2 separate regions of the Mus musculus genome follow, and region 1 is linked to region 2. The links are chromatin contacts, called in public promoter capture Hi-C maps. All regions are on one chromosome and are shown on one strand. The core of a region is the stretch at or near the end of the contact, and the rest is flanking DNA. Distances in the headings are between cores, read along the strand shown. Region 1 holds the start of Rock2 (Rho-associated coiled-coil containing protein kinase 2). Region 2 holds the start of Ubxn2a (UBX domain protein 2A).

Region 1 (7,280 bases), core at 3,694-6,193, about 12 Mb before region 2:
GAAAAAGTCCTTACAATGACTTAACACTAATTGCTTATAACAATTTTTTGAGGGTTTTTTTTTTTTTTGGATACAGGGTTTCTCTGTGTAGCCCTGGCTGTCCTGGAACTCACTTTGTAGACCAGGCTGGCCTTGAACTCAGAAATCCGCCTATCTCTGCCTCCCGAGTGCTGGGATCAAAGGCATGCGCCACCACGCCCAGCTAACAATTTTTCAAGGCAAAATTTCACTATGTAGGGGCTGGCTTAGAACTCACTCTGTAGACCTCAAATTCAGTGATCTACCTGCCTCTGCTTTCTGAGTGCTGATATTAAAGGTGTGCACCACCATGCCCAGCTTATAACATTTATTAAATTTATTTATATTATAAATAGCTCAGTAAGCAGGAATAAGCACTACTGCCTAGCCTGACAAACTGTGGATCTTGAAATCCATACAATAAGAGAGAATCAACTCTCAAAAGTTTTCCTCAGCTCCCTACTTAAATACCCACAAATAAAAAAATGTAAAAAGCAAAACAAAACAAAAATTAAGTTTTAAAGCAATTAATCTGTATATTCTAAATATCTACCTCCTACTTCACACAAATAATAAGTACAAAGTCATTTTTCATCTTTTATTTTATTTCATTTTTATTACATCTTCAAAACAGTCTCAGACATTACTTATGGGGAGTGAACACACATGCAATTGTATCTTAATTGGGTGAAGAGTCAGCACTAAATGGAAAGAACCTAAGTACTGTGATAAATATTTTCATGATCTGGGGCCATAGCCCTGAGGCAGACACTTGCAAGCATGTGCAAGGACTTGAGTTTAATATCCAGAACTATCAAAAATAAAATTTCTGTACAGTAATATTTTCATATAGTTACTGGCAGGTACCAGTTTTAATAGGTGTTTCTGGGGCCAGGCAGATGGCTTAGCAGTTAGAGGCAGCTGCTGCCAAGCCTGACAGCCTTAGTTTGATTACTGGAATCCACACAGTGGAAGGAGAGAACTGGCTCCTGTAAACTGTTCCCTGACCTCCATACCTGTACCATGACACAAAACACCCCACCCAACACACACAAATAAAGAAATGTAAATTTAAATTTTTAATTGGTATTTTGTTTCTCAGCCCAGTGAAATTGTAAATAAATGTTTGATCACCTTTATCCATTCACAAAAGCCTAGGTACTATATAGGTTACTATAGCCACATACTCTTTAAAATAACAAAATAAAATCCCAAGGCATAAACCTTAAGACATTTCTCCAGCATACATGTTAGTTAAGTAAAACACATCAGGCAAGCAATGTAAGGATCTCTGACAACACAGGAACTTACCAAAGGTTATCACTTAAGATCCTCCCTTTAAAATATTTCAAAATTACTGACCTTCAAAAGAGGCTCAGCAGATACAGGTACTTACAAGTCACCAAGCCTGACAACCCCCATGACCTGAGTTTGACCTCTAGAACCCACATGAGAAGAGAGAACCAACTCCCACCCGTTGTCCTCTAACCTCTACACATGGCAGGGCACATGCACACACTCAAACACACAAGATAGATGTTGCTTGTTTTTTAATTTCAGAAGTATCTCTCAAAACTATTTTTATATAATACCAAGCAGCTCACAATCTACAATTTCAAAAGAATTGCGTATTTTAAGGGCAAATAAAGTAAATAGCCTCTGCAGAGAAACAAGATAATTTAGTTTGTACACTGATAGTCCTGAAATTCAGCGCCATATATATGTTTGACAATGATTAGTACTTATGACAGCAAACTCAAAATGATAATTGCATGCACTTGAAAACTGTAATAATATCTAAAACAAAAATCATTTCCCATCTCAAAGAAAACATAAAGCTAGCAAAAAATTTGTCAAATGCACATAGGAGACGTAAAATGAGTGTAAAGATATGCCATACACTGGACTAAAACCTTACATGCTATCTCATGTAACTTTTTTTCCTATGAATGGCTTGCCTAGCTTACTGAAAACGTTTTATAGAAAATTCTGGTATGTTTCATCATCACTTGCCATATTTAGCAATACACAACTTCCAATGGTGCTTTCTAAGCTTTTGAATACAGTAACTAAATTTCAGGCTGTTTTTATTAGATTATTAAAGGTATGTTTTCTAGAATAAAACCAAAAGAAATGTAATGTTAAGTAAAGTAATGATTTAATTGTGAAAAAAAGCTCATGGCAAGATTTCAAATCTTTAAAGTGGTAACAGCTATTATTTTGTGAGCATTTTTAGAAACATAATTTTAAAAATAGTATCAGTGTAAAGACTACAGAGTTACAACCTGGAGAATGAAAAGGCTGTGAGGATGCATAGCAGTGATCACTGGCACAGCAGGGAATGCACATAGCATCACCCAACTGTGGACTTCAACACAGTTTAAATGGCAAGGTTTATGTATACTACTACTACAATTAAAATTTTACCATGACAAAGGCAATTTGGAGAGGAAAGGGTTTATTTGGTTTACAGTTCCATACCACACAGTTCCTCATCAAAGGAAGTCAGGACAGGAACTCAAACAGGGCAGAAACCTGAAGGTAGGAGCTGATACTGAGGCAATGGAAGGGTGTTGCTTACTGGCTTGCTTCCCATGGCTTGCTCAGTCTGTTTTCTTAAAGAACCCAGGACCACTAGCGAAAGGATGGCACCACCCATAATGGGCTGAGCCCTCCCGAATCAATCACTAAGTAAGAAAATGCCATAACTCTAGCTTGTGTAGAGTTGACATAAAACCACCCAGCACAAAATTCATTCTAAAACTTCATGATAAAATTTACATAACATGGATATTATTACAACTTTAATGATGTTTTCAACTTTTATGAATGTGCAACAGAGGCATCAGGAACCTCACTCTAAAGGAATAAACGGCATTTTTTGGCTTAGTAACATACGCTGCACTCTAGAATAACACCTGTCCTGATTCTCAATGACATGTAATCAACTAAAAGCAGCAATAAGCCTGCGGTCAAATCAGCATTTGATGTCAACCCTCCTAAGGGTAATATGTCACCTTAACAAATGTGGTGTATGAAGCACTCAATGAAGGAACTGTTACTGGCCACGTGTAATAATTTAGGTAATATTTTAATAAAACAAAATAGTCATGTCACAGGTATAAACAACTTGGTTCCAAGCTCAAAATGACCCTGATAATGATAATTAACATCACTAATAATACAAGAGATGACTGTGAAATGTAAAAACATTTCTATCTGGGATTGAAAATGATCCTGGTGAATACTTGAGATTTACAGAGACTATTTTTAACTGAACTTTCTGGCCTAGGATCAAAGTTTTGCTAGCAAAATACCAAAGTGAAAATCCTGGCAGTGACACCAGAGAAGCTTTGCTTTATCTACAAAAAGGCTATGAACTCCAAGCAATCCTGCTCTGAAGACTTCCAAAATACGTCCCACAAGAACACAGGAACCCACTACCAAACAAAAACACTCCCCCCGCCCCCAAAAGTCAAAATCTCTATATTTACACATCCTATAGAGCGATACCCACACTCTAGTCAGTTCCTGCGCTGTGGCCAAACAGAACTGAGTCACTCTGCAAATGATTCCAGAAACCTCAAAGGATAACCAACGGCCTCAGAAGAAAAGTTAGTCAGTGGAAAGGGAGGAGACAGTTTTTCTCATCACAGAGTCACTAGGCTTCTCCTAGCAGAGCTCAGGTCTGACATGCTTTTTGGCACAGAATGCCTGATCACCCACCCTAAGTCTAGACCTCCAAAGCTAATAGCCGGAGTATCTTTTTTTTTTCCGACTTCTCCTCAGGGTACACGTTCACACCACTTTTTCCCATAAATGCAACTCTAGGTGCACACTAATCAAATTCGTTTGCCAAGCATAATCGCTTCCCTCAACACGACCAGAAGTATACCAGCATTCTACATGGCATTTATTGTAAATCGTGTTCTTTTCTTAACCGAGCTCCAGTTAGCTGCCTTTTCCAAGGCTCTTAATTTGGATTTTGAATGCTATGGGAAAGACAAGATGAAGGGGAGAGATTTATCCCATTCTACAATTCAGACTCATTTCTTGGCTTCAGAGCAACAATCTCCGGAAATTTAATTTACATAAATTCAAATGTACTAAATAGCTACTATGGAATGTCCAAGAGCAACTGAAAGCAGCAAACTTGAGCTAGCTGTGCGTTCCCAGCTTCCTGACGAGCTCTTTGTCGTGTGCCCCCGGTGGTACTCCCAATAGGAAGAGCGTCGGGTTTCTTTCTCCCTGGGTTTTCACCCTAGCTCCCACACTGCGTGACACTTTCAAATTGGGTAGCCCAGTGTAGGAAGCACAGCCAATCCTCCACCTTTCCGCCCCAAACCAACTGGGTAGGCGGGAAGGAGACCAGGGGTGTTTCCTCCCTGCGCGCTCCAAGAACGGGGGCGGCCGAGATGACACTCGCTCGGCAGGGAGGTGGACCCGAGAATCCCAGGTGGGGTCTCCACTCTGGAACCTGGGTCTCCAGCTCCCCGGGCAGCCGGAAGCGGGGCGGGTGGGCCGAGGGGGGACCAGGCAGGGCGGGGAGTTCCCTCCCTAGCCCGCACCTACCAGCAGACTCTCCACGTTGATGGGCGAGCGAGGGTCTCGGATGAGCGCCTCCAGCTTCCTCTGACGGCCGGCGCCCGCCCCGTCCCCCGGCGCGGTCTCGGGGGCGCCGGGCATTTTCCCCGTCGGCGGGGGCCGGCTCATGCCGCTTCGCCGGGCCTAGCGCCGCCCGCGGAACCTCCGCCCCGGCACGCCGCGCGCCGCTGTCTGAGGAGCCGCCCGGCCCGGCCGGGAGCAGCGAGGCACACGGCGTCCCCGCCCCTCAGCCGCACGCGCGCCGCCCGGCCCGTAGCGAGCTCGCCAGGACCCGGCGGGCGGGAGCGGGGAAGGGGCGCCCGCGCCGCACCACCCCGCCCTCGGGGCTCAGGCCGCTAGGGCCGTCGCCCGTCCACCCGCATATCGCCGCCGGCCGCCTCGCGCGCCCACACGCCCGCTCCCCTCACACGCAGTCGGAGCCGCGTCCCTACTCGGCCGCGCGCCGCCGCTACCCACAAGCCCCTCCGCCCGCGGTCGGCTGCGCGCGGCCCGGCCCCGCCCCGCCCACCCCGGCGCGGCCCCGCGGCACGCCCCGCCCCTGGCCTCCGGCCACGCCCCGCCACCGGGCTGAGCAGCCAGGCTTCTTTTCCGTTCCCGCCGCCTGGCTAGTCTCCCTGCCTCGTCGGGCCGGTTCGCGGGACTGGGAGGCGGGACGGATGGCAGCGCGGTGCCCCGTGGTCCCCGTCGTGTGTCCCACGTCGCCGGCCGGACCCAGAGGCCTAGTTGACGTCCGCGCCCCCCGCCCGCTGTGTCCCGCTGACTCAGCGCGCAGCTATGCAAGCCGCGCCGAACTGCTGCGCCCCGGGTCAGCGCCCTTCCCAGGCCTGGTGCGCCTGAGGCCTGCGCCTGGGGCTCCCAGGGGGCGGGGAGGCCGCGCCCCTAGCCCGCGCTAAGAGTGTGGGACTCGTTTGAATCCTGTTGAGTCCCGGAGCTGGGAGGCCTGGAGGAGTTGTTTCTGCCTCCGGGTCATAAATCCTAAACTCTCAGAAACCTTTGTGCCCTTCCCTGACCAAGGTGCCCGCCTGGCCTTAGACCTTAGACACTGGCCAGGCGGAGGGAACAGGAGGCAATAAGGAAGCGCTTCTGCATCCGCGGGGCCCTTGCTTTTGGAGAGTGAAAGAGAGGGGCTGCTTCTCCGCATTCCTGCCCTCTCCTTGCCCCCTAGCCATTGGTCAGATCCTCTCAGGGCGCAATCGGAAAACTATGTGCCAAGAGCTATAAAACTGTTCACAGAGCCCCTTTGACCCAGTAAGGCCATTTAAGGAAGTCCAAGTGTAAGGAAATGATCCGAAAAGAGGAGGACTTTGCGTGGAGATGTTTACAGCAGGGCTATTCAGAATGTTCGCAATGACCAAAACCCTGGGAGTGGACCCAATCTTCCAGCAGCTGAATAATCCAAACAAGCTCTTGTCATATTCACGGGAAGAATCCTACGGGTATTGCAAGCCGGTTGAGACTAGGGAAAATTTACCGGAAGTGAAAAAATGCAAAGGGGATTATGAACACTTTGAAATGAGCAGCTAAACAAGTGAGAGAACACACTTGCTCCTAACTGAATGGGATTTTCCCCCCACTTCTAAAGATGTCAAGTAGGGTGGTGGCCTCATAGGTCTTTAATGCCAGCTCTGGGGAGAGACAGAGGCAGGAGGGTTTGAGGCTAACCTAAGTCTAGAGAATGAGTCCCAGGACAACCAGAGCTACACAGAGAAAACTTGTCTTGAAAACAACAACAAAAAAATGCTAAAAAGCATATTGAATTTTTAAATTTGAAAACTTGTACTTATGGAAGCTAGAGTGTAATGCCCCTGAATAGTGAACTGTAGAGCTCCCTGGGGTGTCAAGGTAAATATGCAGGTAGGCTACAGCCCTGGCCTGGCCAAAATTGCATGCACTTCACCCAGCGCAGGGGTCCAAAAATGTCTGCCCTTCTGGGGAGAAGCCCCTCTGACTTGGATTAAGACAGGAAGAGTCTTTGATGACTGAAGAGAACCCTTTCTCTTGTAGATAATAAAACTGGCCTCTGGGTCAAAAAAAAAAAAAAAAAGTTCTTCAAGCCAGTAGGTAAATTTACTTCTTCATACGTCCACAGACCCAAAGCTAGGAGAGTAGAGCCAGCTAACCACTCTTTCCACCCATGCACTGGAGCATGATAATTAGATAATCATTATTACAGATCTTACAAGTTCTTTTTCCTGGTGATAGTATAATGGGCTTTCAAAAGGAACATTGTGATCTTCCAGTTACAAATTAATTTTGAAATGACTTGGCTATATGTTTTTATGGACTTTGGCGGAGTAGCCATGATCTCAAGCCTTGGAGACCTTGTTTTAAAAGAACAGCAGTACCCTGGTATGGTGATTCACCTCTGTAATCTTAGCACTGAGAAAGTAGAGGCAAGAGAATGGGGGCTGGGTGGGGGGAGGGTGTTCAAGGCCATCTTTAGCTACATAGAATGTTTGAGGTCAGCCTGGTCTATAGGTAACTGGATCTCAGAAAAACCTAAAATAGGAAGCTAAGATGATGGTTAGTGCTTAAGATGAGTAAAGTGCTTATCATACAAGCACGAGGACCTGATTTCAATCCCCAGCACCCATGTAAAAAGTCTGCCGTAATCTCTCTGTTGGGGAGGCAGACACAGCAAGACCCCTGAGGCTTGC
Region 2 (7,473 bases), core at 316-2,815:
GATTAAAGTGTCTACCACAGCACCCATGTGTAAATCTAGATTCTGTGTAGAAAGATTATTGCAATTGGTGGGAAGGGATGGCCCGTTCTAAGGATCCATTGCCATAGGCCAAATGTGAAAAAGTCAGAAAAACAAACTTAAGATAAGTGATAGTGTATAGCTTAGCTGCAAGACTTTGTCTGGGACATAAAAAAAACTATGGTTCCATCTCGAAAAACAACTCTAGATTTAGATTTAAGAGACCATTGTACCTGGGCAAAGTGGCACACACCTTTAATCCTAGCACTCAGCAGGCTGAGGCAGGTCAGTCTCTTTAGCTGGTCTAACTAGAGAGTTCCAGGACAGTCAGAGCTACACAGACCTTGTCTCAAAAACAAAACCAAACCAAACCAAACCAAACAAACAAAAAACAAAGAGACTATTGTATAGAGGAAAATCGATGAGATCTGCAACAGTTGCCTAGATTAGCTAGACAAAGTCTTACTCTCTCCCCCACTCCCACGTGTGCGTGTGTGTGCGCGTGCGTGTGTTTCCTCTATAGGGAAGAATAAATAAGGCTAGAAAGACGTGTGAGTAGGAAAATGTAATCAACCAACAATAGAGGAGACAGTGAATCACACAGGACATCAGAGACATTTTGTTTATTCCAAAATCAGTGTACTTTCTGGAGTGGCAAAAGGGAGAGGGGATGCTTCCAGGCTCAGGCTGAGGCTGTGAAAGTGTGGGAACCTGGAGAAGATATGCTACACTAAAAATGGTACGTCGGTACAGCAAGTATTTTGACCAGATAGCGGTTACAAGCAGTCCTGAAAAATCATTAAAAGGACAAAGACCGGGTGTTTAAAGAGTATACGCCTGACCTTGCTGTAAGTAGAATAAGGGGCATTCTGAAGTCCTATAAATCCTATCCGAAGCCAACTTCAGAGGCAGAGGCAGGAGGATCTCTGAGTTCCAGGACAGCCAGGGCTACACAGAGAAACCCTGTCTCACCCCACCCCCTAAATATATACACAAGCAAATAAATAAGTCCTCTAAAAGAAAGGGGTCTTTGTAGAGAGCCTTTTTAAGAACGCGAAGGGCGGGCAAGTTTCTTTTAACAGTCACTCTTCAGATAATAGGGCTCAGGTGAAGTTCGCTAACAGGATGCAAGAACTCTCTAAGGAAGAGCACAGGAGGCATAGAAAGAAATAGGTAAATCTGGATTATCAGGTGAACGCCCACCTAGTTCCAGCTTTCTCCGCGCCTCCTAAGGAAACAACAAGCAGCGGCACCTGCAGCAGCAAGAAGGCCACCGCCATTAGTGCGCGCCTTGCGGCAGCCTAGGAAAACCCGCCGCAAGAAGCCCCGCCCCCGGCGCGCTCCCGTTTCAGCCAGACAATTTCCTCACGGCCGCGCGGAGCCGTCCCCGGCGCGTTCCCGTCAGCCAGGCGCGCCGAGCCATCCCCGGCGCGCTCCCGTCAGCCAGGCGCGCTCCTCCGAGCCGCGCGGAGCCGTCCCCGGAGCGCTCCCGTCAGCCAGGCGCGCTCCTCCGAGCCGCGCGGAGCCGTCCACGCGCGCTCCCGTCAGTCAGGCTCGCTCCTCCGAGCCGCGCGGAGCCGGCGCCGGCGCGCGCCGGGCAGTCTGAGGGAGGCCGGTCAGATCTGCGCGGCGAGGCCGCTGGTCGCGACAGGGTTTCCCGGCGCTCCGGGGCTGAGGGGCTTCAGCCCAGCGGCGCCGGCGCTTGCCCTAGCCGGGGCACCGAGGACTAGGCCGTGGGGCCGCGCCCTGAGGTGAGTTTCCCGGCTCCAGGTCATGTTCGGTGGGTGACGTATCGGGCGGGTGGTTCCCCGGTGGCGCCCTGGGCTGTCGCCTGCGACGGCGACGTCTGTTCCGCAGTAAGTCGCCACCTGGGGCTTCTGGCCCGCGCGACTGCGGCCCGGGAAGGACGCTGGCGGACCGAGGCCTCCACCCGGCCCGGCCCGGCCCGGCCCGGCCCAGGTGAGTGCGGACCTGCAGCTGCCGGCTCTGCTGGCCGCGGGAGTCGGAACTGGGTAGAAGGACATAGCGCTTCTCTCTCTGGAGGCGTCTAGAAACTTCGGGTTAGGTGCTGTCGAGACATCTCCATTTCGAAGGCGAACGCTGCGAAAAGCGCACTCCTGAAATACAGAAGGACTAGATGGCTGAACGTTTCCTAATTGACTTCACCAGCCTTCCTTAACAGACTTTAACTGATGTTTTGGAAAGATGATGTTCACTGTTTTCCTAAATGACTTTTTTTCTTCTAGTATTCCCCCCCCCCCTTTCCTAAACTCGTGGTAATAAAAGTTTATTACTTCTCAGCAAAAATGAAGGTCAGAGTGGCTTCCAGTGTTTGTTCGTTTCTATGTAATCGAGATAAAAAATAGGGAACTGATTATCTGTTTTGACTCGGTTTTTTGTTTGCTTTGTTTTTGTTTTCTTTGTCTTTATCAAGTACCAGGCTGGACTTGGAATTCTCACACTCCCAAATGTGCTGGTATAACAGGCGTTGATTCATCTCCTGAGTTATCTTGATGTTGATACAGGGAATAACATCAATAACATCACTAACGTCAACGTTATTCCCTGTACTGGTGAAATGCAAAGGTCAAAATGTGTTCAGGTAGGAAAGAACACCTGAGTACAGAGTACTGGGAAGGATACTATAGATAGGTAGCAGTTACTACTTGAGCACTTACTTTTTTTGTTTGTTTGTTTTTGGTTTTTCAAGACAGGGTTTCTCTGTGTAGCCCTGGCTGTCCTGGAACTCACTTTGTAGACCAGGCTGGCCTCAAACTCAAAAATCCTCCTGCCTCTGCCTCCCAAGTGCTGGAATTAAAGGCGTGCACCACCACTGTCCTTACTCTTAAGAAATGTTATTTACTGAATGTGGCCAACGTTTTTCTGTATTCATATCTGTGCACCATTTTTGTGTCTGGTACCCGTGAAAGCCAGAAGAGGGCGTCGTCTTTTAAAACTAAACCACCATATGGGAGCTAGGAATTGAGCCAGGTTCTCTGGGAGAGCAGCCATTGTTCTCACTCAATGAACTATGTATGTCTCCAGCTCCTTGAGCATTTAATTCCATCCCCACCCCCCACCCCGCGCTTCTTTTGGGGGCTCAAATCCAGGGTTTTTTTTTTTTTGTTTTTTTGTTTGTTTTTTGTTTGTTTTTTCATAAGCTTGAATACTCTTTCTTGTACCTCTGAGTTACACCCCAGGCCTACATGAAGACTTTAAGTGAACTTTTACTGTGGAGCAGCACACAAATGCTCACTCACCCTAGCAGAGCACCATTGATGCTGATGGAGGCCAGCTTCCCTTGAATTTATTGGACTTACTTCTAGGTCATGGGTGACAGGTTACAGGACAGGTTACAGGTGACAGGTTACTTACAGGAGTACAGGTAACCCCAAAGCAGCTTCATTGCTGAAGTCTTACCCTCTCATGGATAATGACTTCCTCAGAGCTCATAGATGTAGTTCCCCCACTACCTCTCTCTTAACCTTGGACACTCCATAAATCCTAGAATTCAGAAGGCCATCAAGCATAACTTGTCAGCATTATATTCAGCTGACTAGGAAATGAGGGGAAGGGTTCGTGATTTCAGGGGAGGGTCTAATGACCCTTCCCACCCTCTTGTTCTATGAAGAAATATCAACGGGCTTGATCTTGAAGGTCTTTCGAAAGTCACAGCTGCTCTGATGAACGGGGTAATGGCTGTTATGCTTCAAGTACATCATTCTAATGCTTGGGAGAATTAGCTAATGCCTTAGTTAATGTTATTCAGTTTTGAAAACTTATGTACAACTAGGCTTTGTAATTCACACCTTTAATCCCAGCACTCAGAAGGCAGAGGCAGGCAGATCTTTTTCCAGGCCAGCCCAATCTATATAAGAACCTATCTCAAGCCGGGCGTGGTGGCACATGCTTTTAATCCCAGCATTCGTGAGGCAGAGGCAGGCGGATTTCTGAGTTCGAGGCCAGCCTGATCTACAAAGTGAGTTCCAGGACAGCTAGGGCTATACAGAGAAACCTTGTCTCAAAAAAACAAAACAAACAAACAACCTATCTCAAAGAAAGGAAGAGGTGGGGCAGAGAGGGAGAGAGGGACTGAGTCCTAAGAAATGATGGCGATTATTGAATCTACTTTTAGATTATATAGTATAATTAGGTAAAGAATTATTAAATAGGAATAAATGCTGGTAAATTAAGATAGAAACTAAGAGGAAGAAATAAAATATAAGCTATTTGTGATAAGGTGTTAATAGTGGATTTATTTTGAGCAGAGGTTTTATAGGTAAATAGGAATTAGGAGAAGGTTGACTTCTTAAAGAGGGAAGGGTCCATGCAAAGGAAATAGATGCCACAGAGACTAAGAGGATGGCTTCCAAGAATGCAAAGTTCACAGCATCTGGAGTATGGAGAACAGAAGGGTACTGAGTGGTGAAGAAAATCAGGGCCAGACGAAACATATCACCTTTTTATGTAATGTTGTGAATTTAGGAATAGTCTTTTCCTTTTTCAGAACTATTATAGAGGAAAAATGTTACCTTAGGGGTTGAGTGTCTTTGTTGATGCCCATTATTGCATTCAAGGAGGCACAGTAAAGAAGCTACTGGAATGACTACTTCATGGCACGGCTAAGGGGGCATATCTAGAAGGTATCTAGAGGTATGTGAAAGGATCCAGAGCTGAGAGAAAGAGAAACGGACATGGCCAGGGCTATCTACAAGACAAGGGAGAATAGAATAGCGAGTAGCTAGAGAGCAAGAGGAGAGGGAGGGACTGAGGGAGCCTGGAGGTCTTCGTGGGCTTTGATATGCAGCCACAAGATATGTCAGTGGAGTCATATGTCCCTTCTGTCAGAGGTAAGGGAAATGATTCCTTTTGGCAGATGGGAACCAGTTTTAAAAGTTCCTGAGGAATGCTGGCTTTTATCTAACCTCCAGAAACCCTCCTGTAGCCCTGGTTGAGCTGGGCCTAGACTCAATTTTGGATCCAGTCTGTGAGCCTGCCCTTTTGTGGGTGGAAATGAGATACCTGTTGGACATGATACCTATATTAATATTTTCTGTTTTATTGCATGAAATAAATACGTGTAATAGCTGTATGAAGTAGCTGAAATAATAATTATATGACTATTTCAGCAATAGTCATACTGATCATAACAATGAAGACCTCTAGGGTACAATTAAGGAAACATACTTTTTTTTTTAAAGGAATTATTTATTTTATGTATATGAGTACACTGTAGCTGTCTTCAGATGCATCAGAGGAGGACATCAGATCTCATTACAGATGGTTGTGAGCCACTATGTGGTTGCTGGGAATTGAACTCAGGACCTCTGGAAGAGCAGACAATGCTCTTAACCACTGAGCCATCTCTCCAGCTCAAGGAAACGTACTTTTATTACAACCTATTAATTGCAGCTATGGAAAATATAAAGAGCTATATGTAAAGAGCCCAAAGGATTTGGACCTTATTCTAACAACAGTTTTTGGGAATCATAGAGGAATGTTCAGTAGGAAAGTCCAAAGATGAGATCTGTATTTCAGAAAGGTTGCTTTGACAGCAGTGTTTACTGGTTTGAATGAAGATAGGAATGGGGATGAGGGTCTTTGGAACTCTCATTCCAGGCCATCACAGGCTCTGTAGAGAGACTTGATCTCAGGAAAAGAAACAAATTGATGGAAAACTTCTGGAAGCTGCAGAATGGCTTAGTCAATAAAGTGCATTTCTTTGGCAAGGACCTGAATTTGAATCTCTAGCATCCACATAAAAGTTGGTCGTGATGGTGGTAGACACCTATAATCTCAACACTACGGGAACAGAGACAAGTAGATCTCTGGAGTTCACCGCTCTGCCAATCTAGCTGAATCAATGAGCCCCAGGTTCCAGGGAGACACTCTACCTGGTAAAATAAGGATGATGGTGTCTGAGGAGGAAAGCACCTGAAAATGCCCTCTGACCTCCACAAGCATTGCATACATACCTGCACACACACTGCACAAATACAGTGGGAAAAGAGCTAGAAAAGCACCTGACATTCGCCTCTGGCCACCACGTACCTGCCTTCATGTGTGTACACAGTGCGCGCACACCCAAAACACCCTTCAAAATATCATTATTTTTAGCAGTTAACAGTGTTTAGTGGGGGCAGATCTGAGGAAGCATATATAGAGAACAGAAAAAGACCCTCTGGAAGCAAAAAAAAAAAAAAAAAAAGCCCTTTAAAATATTATTATTGGTGTCTTTGTGGGACATTTTTTCAAAAATGAATGAGTGTTTTGTTCACAAGTATGCCTGTCTATACACCATGTGTATGCCAGGTGCCCTCAGAAGTCAGGGTATAACTCTGGAACTAGTGTTATGGGTGGTTGTAAGCTGCCAAGTCAGTGCTAAGAATCTAACCCTAGTCCTCTGCAAGAACAATTAGTTCTGTTAACTGCTGAGAAGCCTCTCCAGCCTGTGTCCTTTTGCTTTGGTTTGGTTTGTGACAGGGTCTCATGTGGTTCCAGTTGGCCTAGAACTCATAGAGATTAGCCTGCTTCTGCTTGCCCAGGGATGAGGTTAAAGGCTTGCTTTCTTTTATCTTTTGAAACAGGGTCTTTCTCAAGGCCCATATTTGTAGTTAGCAATCTATCTGAAGATGACCTTGAACGTGAGATCATCCTTTCTGATTCCCAGGTGCTGGGATTGCAGGCACATAATACCACACCCTGCTAGGCGTTTTGTTCTGTACTGTTCTGTTCTGTTTTAGATGAAAATGACCATGTTGAATTTGGTCAGTTCAGTTTTTTTTGATACTATTGAAAACTAATTTTGTTTCTTTTAACTTTTGCAGTGCAGAAAGAGAATGAAAGAAGTAGATAATCTTGACAGTATAAAAGAAGAATGGTAAGTTAAGTCAAGCAATGAATTTGTTAATGCCTTTGTTATTTTCTTTCTGGTTTTCTTGCATGTCACTGGCAGAAATAGTAAAGAAGCTTTTAATATACATGACCACATCCACAAATTGGTAATAGTAATTTTTTGTTGTTGTTGTTTTGTTTTGTTTTGTTTTTTGAGACAGGGTTTCTCTGTGTAGCCCTGGATGTCCTGGAACTCACTCTGTAGATTAGACTGGCCTCGAACTCAGAAATCCGCCTGCCTCTGCCTCCCAAGTGCTGGGATTAAAGGCGTGGCCACCAGTGCCCAGCAATAGTAATATATTTTGAGGGCGGTTTGTTTTTATTCATAGCTGCATTGAATAGTTGTAGTAAAAGCTTGTTCCTTTAATTGTACCTAGAGGCCTTCCTTCTTATAATCATGATTACTTTTTCTCTTTAATTTCCTTTCCTTTCTTTTGTAGTGATTGAACCTCACATATACAAAGATGGCACCCTGCTACTGAGCTACATTCCCAGATCCTTTTGTTTTTTTGAGGCAGAGCATTACTAAATTGTTCAGGTTGTCCTTTCACTCTGCAGCCC

The links. Promoter capture Hi-C pulls out the DNA fragments that hold promoters and counts their contacts.
Region 1: a promoter capture Hi-C map of pre-B cells shows a contact between it and region 2. The contact joins the promoter of Rock2 here to the promoter of Ubxn2a in region 2. A contact is called at or near these places in 2 of 39 promoter capture datasets (cranial neural crest and pre-B cells).

What each region holds. Positions count from the first base shown.
Region 1 is chr12:16,892,641-16,899,920 of GRCm38.p6, reverse strand. Rock2 (Rho-associated coiled-coil containing protein kinase 2) reads right to left here and starts at 4,943. Exons shown (of 33, transcript NM_009072.2): 1 at 4,591-4,943. The coding sequence starts at 4,731.
Region 2 is chr12:4,901,645-4,909,117 of GRCm38.p6, reverse strand. It overlaps Ubxn2a (UBX domain protein 2A), which reads left to right and starts at 1,565. Exons shown (of 7, transcript NM_145441.4): 1 at 1,565-1,769; 2 at 6,846-6,898. The coding sequence starts at 6,858.